Regions from separate parts of the Zea mays genome. Here regions 2 and 3 are each linked to region 1. The links are chromatin contacts, called in public Hi-C maps. All regions are on one chromosome and are shown on one strand. The core of a region is the stretch at or near the end of the contact, and the rest is flanking DNA. Distances in the headings are between cores, read along the strand shown. Region 1 has its middle 48 kb from the start of LOC103649862. Region 2 holds the start of LOC100192950 (Actin-interacting protein 1-2). Region 3 holds the start of LOC100284602 (ubiquitin-protein ligase/ zinc ion binding protein).

Region 1 (3,054 bases), core at 421-2,920:
ACCGCAGCCTTTTGTTTTGCCTATATATGCACGCAGGTCTTTTCAGCAGCGTACGACGTGCTCAGGAGTACTACACACAGATATAATGTAACGTCGTCCTCAGAAGATCCTCAGGATTACGTTATCTTGCTAGCGCACGCACGCGACGCGCGTTGGATGGAGCGGTCAGGGTCAGGGGAGCACGTAGTGGTACTGGTACCGTACTAGCTTAGCTTGCTCTCATAGCAGCAAGCACGGCGAGCAGAGGATAATTCATACTAGTATAATACGATACGACGGCGACATGCGTACGCACGTCGCACGCAACAGTTCTGCATTCCTTCTCGCCCCGTATCCACGACGACGACGACGAGACGAATGGGGGTACGTAGCTACGTATACGTGGCCGTATCCACGACACGAGACAGTGAGTGACAACGCCCGCCCTTTGAGGCCCTGCCCTACCCTGCCCTGACCGTGTTGCGTACTACAGGCACGCAGAGTCTCCGCCCTTTGCGCCGACAGGTACTCTCTCCTACTAGTACTACTACTGTGACGTGGTTCGGTACGATACTGTAGTCAGGTAGTAAGGTCCGTAGGTAGGTAGGTGGCTAGTAGCAAGTAGTACTGTAGTAGAGACTAGACCTTTTGTAAACTTTTGCTGCTTTCCAGTCCTCTCCCCTCCTCCAGTCCTCCTGCCTCCTTTCGGTTCGCCATTGGCCGGCCGGCCCTGCGTCATGATGCGGTCAAATCCAACTATGCACAGGGGGGCCAAGGCAAGGAGGGAGCAAGCATGCAGCAGCACTGGCGGGCGCTGCGCCAGCGCCATGCATGGCCGGCCTGCCTCGCCCGCCTTCGGGCCTTGCCACCGGAAAAGCCTAGCCTAGCTACCACCGCGGGAGTGCGCGCCGGGATGCTGGGGGGTGCAGTGCATGCATGCGTGCTTTTGGGCGACATCATGCTAGCTGCCAGCGAGCTGGCCTGGGGGAGCAGGGGAGGCCGCCGGCCACGGGATTGGGAGAGGAGAGGAGGGAGCGTGGGTTGCAGCAATGCATGCCAGGTGGGTGGGTGGGTGCCGTTAAAAGCCGGGCGCGTCAGCCTTTAGTATATGCGAGGTTCATCATCGCCGGCGCCCGGTGCCCATGGCGCTCGGTCGGGAGTCGGCACCGCGGAAGCAGCACTCTGATCGAGACCGTCCGGAGAAAAAAAAAATAGCGCCCCTTACATCTTCGTCAACACAACTCGATCTTATCCCTTTCTCTATCATTTTCATCTGCTCATTTCACTGAAGCCATGTCTCTCAGCGCGCCGATAGCACGCTGCAGGCAAGAGTGGGTGGTGGCGATGACGTGTTGCAGCAATGGCAGGCGGCCGGACCAGCGCGTCGAGGTCTTTTTTGCAGGGTTTTTTTTTTGTCTACGGCTCTACGCAGTGCTTGAACTGCGATGAGCTCTCTCGAGCGACGTGATTATCCTCGATCCAGCGCGAAGGAACGAAAAAAAATCAGCATGAATGTTAGATTTCCTACGTCTTTCATTACGTTTTTTTTTCTTGCGATCAAAAGGAGCGAACAGTTGCCAAAATCCTTAGGATCTCGAACCCCTATGTTTTTGCCACTGGTCTGGTCCTGGCAAACGGTTCCGAGAAGCGCAGCCCAAGCTGAAACTGTTTTGCGGGCAAATTAGCAGCCAGCCCACCGACGACTGACCAGATGGTCTGTTCATGACGGTCCAGCTTGAGAGCCCACGGCCCACCGACGTGGAGCACAACTCAAGCTCAAGCATATTAGCCAACGGCCAACCCACAGATTGGTTGCCTGTTCTCTCCTTTTATTTTATTTTAATTAAGCCTAGTTTGTCAACACAATTTTTTTCAAAGGATTCTCATTTTTTTTTCAAAGTAAATTAGTTCATTTTCCCTTTTAAAAATGAGAACCTCTTAAGAAAATAGAGTTACCAAACTAGCTCTTAGATGGAAAGAGGATTGCTATATGCACCCAAAAAAAAGTTTAAACTACACATCAAATACTAAGATTGTATTTTGAACACAAGATTTGTGAAAGGTTAGTAGCAGAGAAAAAAATAGTTCTCTGTCCATGAAAAGACCGTGGAATCAAAATGGAAAAAATTGCACAACAAAGTTGGTTGTGTTATACAAAATTAATATCTTCTGGCAGCTCAGAGGTGATATGACGTGCCGTAATTCGTGTGGTGAAATACCGGATACGAATGGATGGCAAAAGTTCATGTTGTCTTTGCTCGTTCGATCTTTCTCATTTTCCGAAGTTTGCGTGCTTCACCATGTATTTTCTCGGTCGAACAATCTCCAGATACGCGCACTGTATGCGCAAGTCGCGGTGGAAGTTCCCTAACGACCGTTCGTCCGACCGAAGTCGTGCGGTGCAGATTGGGCGAGGATCAAGTTTGTGCGTGCAGGCTTGTCGTCCTTGTTAGGCATGCGCGAGGGCTGAATGGCTGCATGCACGATGCATGGCGGAGGCCAGGGTTCTAATGACCGGACCGGAGGAGGCTCAAAGCGGAAGAGAGGCGGCGGAGATGAGATTGTTAAGAACTACGTTACCACGGATCACTAGATCCGCTCCCTTCTCTCCCGTCAGCAGTATAGGCGCAAGAAGATGTAGAGAACTCGTCTCCCTTCCCATAAGCACGACAGAGGAAACACACGAGACACTGGATATAAGGTTGGACCTCTGGTCTCCTTCTGATCTCTGTATTATGAGGGGGTGTACAGATTCCTTATATAGGGATGTGAGACCCCTCAGGGACAAAACATGTATTTGCCCACATAACCATAACTAGTGTTACTTAACACTCCCCCTTGGGCGAATAACGCGACCAACACATGCCTCGTTAAAACTCCGAAAAACCCAGTGGGAAAAATATGGAGAAAGAGTGCATGGTGATACAAATTGCATTTGCACTTTGTTGCCTCGTTAAAAACCTCATGTGAGAAACTTCAAGAAAACTCACCAAGGGAAAAAGAGTACAACAACTGTCATCGAGACAGATTTCGATCCTTTGGGATCTAGATTCTATCGAATCTTCTACAAGGGCT
Region 2 (3,202 bases), core at 501-3,000, 160 kb before region 1:
TACATCACTGATACAAGGGTAAGATTTTAATCACATACTTGTAATAAATGTAGTATAGTAATCCACATCAGATGTGTATATCTAGCCCATTGGCAAAAGGTATGCGAGATCGTAACAAAACAACTATGGAAGATGGGCTAGCCATACACTGTTAGAGCATGTACAGGTGTACAACCCTGAGCCATTGATCGGTTTCCAAGTATAAGAGATAACTAAGAGACCGCATGATACAACCCTGAACCCCTAGATAAAAAATGTAGTTAAGAGATAATATGTGTAGAAAGTCGAGTAGAGACGGGCTCTTAGCGAAGAGCCTGTCTCTTGTACTTTTATCAGTTAACCCCTAAAGACGTCTTAAGGGACCCTATATTAAATAGGGTTGTACATGCCCTAGGTAGGCCTCGAAACCAGCACCTTATGGAATGCTTAAATTTGAATGGTGGTCCTTCATAGAAGTTAGCCAGAAAATCTTCACCACATGTCACAATGCGAAATGGACGTGTTGGTTTGAAGTCACAGCTCAGAACCCTCTTTGAGTGCCCATCAAATTCACCAACAGTGCTGCCAGAGTCCCACCTACATAATGCAAAGAACTCAAATAAGTATATAAAGAAGTGAAAACACAAACAACAAAATCATTATGGTCCTCGCCTGTTTCTATGAGAGGATGATCTTTCTTCAATTATGCATTACTTATTATTATATGAAACTAAATGGCAACCAAATAATCATCATTCAAACAAATAACAGTACATGTATAGTCGAACCTAATGACAATTGATGGTAACGCTTAATCTGAAATAAGAACATATGGGAGTTTTAAGGACTGGCATGTTTGGTTTGTCTTCAGGCAAACCTGCCTGGACCAGGCAGCTCTCCTATGCGTTGGATTTCCAGCGCCAGGGCTGAGATGCATGCCTGGGTCCGAGATGCATGTCTGGGCCCTGGAGCAGGGGGTTGTCCTTGAGGGCACCAATCAAAATCGTCCCAATTTCAACAAATACTCATCCAATTCACAGAAGCTTGAACAATCCATGTGTGATGGGGACAACCGACAAGGGATATTCCGTCATCCCCATTGCAAAGCACTTCATACTTCATAGCATACATCCCTTGAACGGCCTTGTATAGCCAGATCAACAGTCAGCGGCTAACCCCAGTTTGAACCGCCGAATCGTAGCATTTCCTGTGCTCTCTCCCGAATCCCGATCACGGCCATCCCACAAAAAGGTGGTACCGTTGCCTTTCCCCTAACCTCCGAATCCTTCAAATGCGATCGAGATGGAAGGGAGGGAAGAGCATGTAAAATTTGTACTCACACAAATGCGCGGACGAAGGACTTGCCCTTGCCGTCCCCAGAGACGACGATGCGTAGGCCGTCGGGGGACCAGCGGAGGTCGTCGACGCGTCCCGAGAGGGGCCGAAACTCGGCCTTGAGAGCGCGGTCACCGTAGCGGCCCCAGACGCGGACGCAGCCGGAGGCGTCGGCGGAGGCGACCCACTCGCCGTTGGGGGAGAAGCGGGCGACGGTCGTGGGGTAGGCGTGGTCGGGGTAGGCCCAAGCGTCGAGAGGCGCATCGAGGCGGCGGATGATAACGCTGCGGCCGGTGCAGTAGGCGATCGTGTCTGTCTTGGGGTCCCCGGCCAGGAGGATTCCACGGCCGCGTTCCGTGGCCGGCGAGCACGCGTACGTCTCCACCAGCTGCGCCATTTTTCTTTTTTCCTTGCTTCGCGTGATCTGAGCTCGCGAGAGGGAAGGGAATGGTGGAGTTATTTTTTTTTCTTCCTTTTTTCCCTAATGTGGGAACGTGAGAGACAATCGTATATTTGATACTTCAAACGTATCACTTCGCGATAATATATCTCAAATATTTTTTTTCGCAAAGACACAACTACAAATATCTTCTAATTGATTAAATTGTCATTTATCGTAGTTTTTCTCCATCTTCTAATTGATTAAATTGTCATTTATTGTAGTTTTTCCCTTTCTAATTGCTTTCCATGTAGTTTTGTGCCCGAGAAGACACATTTATCCTTCTACATGTTCTCTATCACGTTTAAACCATGTGTGGTTTCAATTATGCGGTGGGATTGAATGAATCTATCTCATGTCACTTAAACCATATGTGGTTTTAATTACAGTTCTGACTTAATGCATGACTTATTTTTTATTGTTCGATTACAGCACTTGTATAAACCCAACAACTTGTTAAACACACACAAGTTCCAAAATTGATAAATCGCATTATCAATACGCACCATTTTTATCCCGTTCATGTTGCACTTGTGCCATGCACATGAAGAAGAACGTTTTTATCCAGCACATAAACAAGTACGGTTTTATCACATGTCTGGATGCAAGTTGAAAGTGATAAACTAAAACAGTTCATACTATCAGGTTCCATTTGCTCAAAGTTTCCATTTCGTTTCTCGGCCACCAACACCACTTCCTTGTCCTGCATGCAAGTGTTTGTGTTCAAATTATAACTAGTAATAGAAGATGAGTTCTTTATCCTTTGATCAAAATTCATGCAAGCCAAATAGAAGAACTGTGTGTAGGTAAAATAGAAGATGAAAGGACCCTGACATAGATTGATAATTTCTTCCTTGGTAGTGCCAGAGTTCAATGGATTTTGTTTTCTTTCCAAGTATAGCACAAAGAGTCTAGCTACCTTCCAGTTCTGTATTTTTTTGAATTGTTACCTTCACTCATCTATCATTGTATGAGATGGATAAATCTAGAGTTGATTAACTGTTTCATGTCATGTACAAACTGAACTATTGAAGACTGAAAACACAGTGCATACCTAGATAGTCCAAGCTATCTAGTAACACAGATCAACACATATTTATGCAAAACATCATAAAGAAGTGTAGAAGAAAATTAGCCTACAACGAGTCAGAAATGTTTCAAAGGTTAAGTGGTCATATATTCATTATTTGTAGAGACATTAAGAAAATAAAATTAGATGCATTGTTTTAGGCGACAATAGAAATGATTGTGCGCAAGTGTGGTGGCCTAATCAACGAGTTTGTCCCCTCTGCCATCATGCAAATGAAACATAAAAGTAAATGACAACTAAAAAATATATAACAACTTAACTAGAGAAGGCTCGGCTTAATTTTTTCTCTTTTTTATTAATTGCTGAGACATGTCTCTATTGGTGTTGTTACCTCATACAATGCTCAAGTTAGAGATGAG
Region 3 (3,213 bases), core at 551-3,050, 220 kb after region 1:
CAAACATATTGGTCATAGTCAAATATCTTGACTTTAGTATTTTTTTGCATAAGTTATACATATTTTTTTTTATAAATCTGCTATTTGCTATAGTGAGCCTCGAAAAGAATGATACCACTATTTTACATAGCCAACTATTTTAAACCTTGATCTGACTAGTGCTATATAAAAGCACCTGTTCCCACGTTTCCCCTTCTGATTGATGAAAAATAAGGTAAAATTGAAGGTTCGAACTTTGATTCTCAGCTCTACATTCAAGAGCATCTAACCAATAAAACACATGTATTCTAATGTTTTACTAAATCAAAGTCTAATTATTAATGTTTAGAAACCGTGACAATTCATGCATCTGACCAGTACTTGTATAAACCACAACAAACTAAAGCACTTGAAAGAAATCTAAAATTCAGGCAACTGTACGTTTTAGCATTAGTAGGTCCCAGGGAATAACATAGAATGTAAAACGACAGGAAATACGTTGTTGCGATTAACAAAAGTACTAGCATACGTTGTTGCGATTAACAAAAGTACTAGCATCAGCACGTAGAGTGCATAAACAACCACTGAACCAGGGTAAGTACCAACGAGACGAACGAACGGTTGACCAGTAGGAATCAACCTATCCACACCACACCAGCTAGCACGAGGCGACGTCAGACGTAAATTCTGACGGTGACGGAAATCGAGCCGGCGGAGCCCCAGTATGCATCCGGCACGAAGAGAAACCCTTTGGCCTGGAACCCATCGAGCCGCCGGGCGAACGGTATGGTGCCAGACGCCGACAGCGTGAGCGCTCCCGGCGCACCGCCGCTCACCTCCATCTTATACTTCAGCTCCACCTCCACGCCATCCTGGAAGCGCGGGCCAAGGCAGAGCAGGGACAGCGAGCGCCCCTGTAGCAAATCGTGGCCGTTGAGCAGCAGGAACACGCGCTCCGTGTTGCGCTGCAGCAGGACGCGGAACGGCTCGTCCTTGCGCACGGTCGCCACCGCCTTGCCGTAGATAAAGACGACGGAGGCGAGGCCGTCGTCGTCGTGGCCGTGGTCCTGTGCGACGTGGTAGCCGAGCCGCAGGCCGCTATAGGCGCAGCCGTGGACGGGGCACTTGTACGGCGCGCGCTGGCATGTCTCCTCGTGGGTCACCTTCTCCAGGTAGCTGATGACGTCGTAGCAGCCGTTGCTCTTGAACATGCAGGAGGTGGTCGCCGCCGCCAGGAGCTTCTCGAGCGGACGGCAACGTATGTCGCCAATGCGCTCGGAGCAGGTCCAGCACTTACCGTTCGTGCGGATGCAGCATTTTGCACATACAGAATGTCCGTTCTTGCACTGATTTTACACAGAGCAGAGCATCATGTTGGAGCGAGCCTACCGATCAATATGTACTGTATATATACATGTATTGTAATCTGACTTACCATAAAAACTTCGGACTGGAAGGGTAGGCAGCAGATGTCACACTCCAGTGCGTCCTTCTCCACGGATAGTGTCACAGTCGCCTCTTCCTCATCTTCCAACCCTGCCTCTTCCTCATCCTCCAACACCACCTTGGCCTTCTTTCGAGTGCGGCCGGCAGAGGAGGCCGTGGTCTTTTTCCCGGTCATTTATCACCTAGAACGCAAGGTAAATAAAAACAGAGAGGACTATTCGACTAATATATATCAAGCAGTAAGAAACTAGCATCTTTAAAGAACATGGTGTGTTTTAAAGAACATGGTGTGTAATGTACATATACTTGAGAAAGAACTTGGAAAGGTGTTTACCAGATCTGATACTTGTGAACTTGGCACCAACGGTGAAGAGAGACGAAGCCAAATGGTGAAGAGAGACGAAGCCAGCAGACGACGTAGGAGTTAATTTATAGTGGGAGTGAAGACGAAGATACGCGAAGCCAGGAGACGACAAAAAATTTAAACACTGCAATTTAATGCTACCACTGAGTAAAGTAGCCGAGGAGGCCGCAGGCCTGCCCGTCAGCCGTTTCCCACCGCACCGCAGGCCTAGCTAGCTACCCGCCGAGAGGACTTGCATGTCGCATCACCTGGACACTTGCACTGCACCTGTGCACTGACAGTAGTACTTCACCCGGCACCTACAGCTGCTCTCGCATCACTGTACTCATCTGTCAGCCTCTCACTGTTCTCTGCAGGGAAAATAAAAAAAACTCGGCCTTCTCCGGCAATTATATTAAGGGCTAGTCGGAGAAACTTAATTTTTTAAAGGATTTCAATTTTTTATGTGACAATTAACTAATTTTTCTTGTAAAAATATAAATCCGTTGGGAAATTGGGGCTCCTAAACTAGCTCTAAAATATAGTTTCGGTCGACAAAATTTCCGAAATCTGGCTTTATTAGTAGCGAGCCGTTATCGTACACTCTACATCGATCTAGCCCTGACGCGTAAGACGTAACTTAAGAGCACCTGACGCATAAGACGTAATTTAAGAGCAGGTGGGACACAATAAACAAACTTTTTTAACTAAGTCAGAAATTCGTCCTGAGAAAGATCGAACTATAATATACAAGTATTTTAATTGATGCATATTTTTATGAATATCTTGTTATTTATTCAAGCCATGTGACCGACTCCAATAGAGGCCATATAAATCGAGCAGTCATTCAAGCCTTTAGCTAGCGTCTCTGGTTTGCTTGTCCAGGCATATGACACATGCTGTCAACGGTACAGGTAAAAAGGCAGCGATAGTATAGTCCAATAAATGAAGCAGATAGTGAGGTCATATTCTCAGACACAGAAAAAGGAAATGGTTGTCAGCCACAGTACAAGCTATTATGGTTTTCCTCTCTCTTTTCATCCTTTTTACCTCACTCGTTTGTCTGCCCTGTTAGAAGGTGTTTTGTACTGCTATAGTAGCTTATTTTTAGCTTTCCCTGTCTATTTAGCTGCTCTGTTGGAGTCAGTCTGACATGGTGCTGAATTTCAATAACTCAATGTATGACTTTTTTTAAAATTATTTGAGCATATGTATCTTTTGAGATATTGTATACGCTTTATCATGGATAGACTAGAGAGAATTCATCTCTTTAATATTTGCCTCTTTAGATGATAATGCAATGTATCACTTATGCACATGATTTATTTTGAAGACTATATTCGATAATCTTTATTAAATAATGCAAGACCATGAATCAATATATTTTATCGTTTATGGATATACTTAGTATATGATGCGACATTTTATTTAGGTCGAGGCCGAGA

The links. Hi-C and Micro-C count contacts between places; a contact is called where the count stands out from the background.
Region 2: a Hi-C map of leaf shows a contact between it and region 1, with 5 times the contacts expected there. The contact joins the promoter of LOC100192950 here to the enhancer-like site in region 1. A contact is called at or near these places in 5 of 25 Hi-C or Micro-C datasets (bundle sheath, ear, leaf and 1 more).
Region 3: a contact with region 1 is called in a Hi-C map of leaf, with 8 times the contacts expected there. The contact joins the promoter of LOC100284602 here to the enhancer-like site in region 1. A contact is called at or near these places in 3 of 25 Hi-C or Micro-C datasets (leaf and tassel).

Annotation. Positions count from the first base shown.
Region 1 is chr3:24,974,456-24,977,509 of Zm-B73-REFERENCE-NAM-5.0, forward strand. No RefSeq gene overlaps it. Among protein-coding and RNA genes, the nearest start is that of LOC103649862, 48 kb to the left of the region's middle. Within about 2 kb of position 1,671, at least 16 of the 20 cell types and tissues checked have an H3K27ac peak or open chromatin away from gene starts, as enhancers often do. A contact at or near this core is called in bundle sheath, ear, leaf and 1 more, where this site is marked.
Region 2 is chr3:24,813,951-24,817,152 of Zm-B73-REFERENCE-NAM-5.0, forward strand. It overlaps LOC100192950 (Actin-interacting protein 1-2), which reads right to left and starts at 1,751. Exons shown (of 6, transcript NM_001138128.2): 1 at 1,320-1,751; 2 at 415-576. The coding sequence starts at 1,711.
Region 3 is chr3:25,195,460-25,198,672 of Zm-B73-REFERENCE-NAM-5.0, forward strand. LOC100284602 (ubiquitin-protein ligase/ zinc ion binding protein) reads right to left here and starts at 1,801. Exons shown (of 2, transcript NM_001157497.2): 1 at 1,415-1,801; 2 at 408-1,325. The coding sequence starts at 1,600. The coding sequence ends at 654.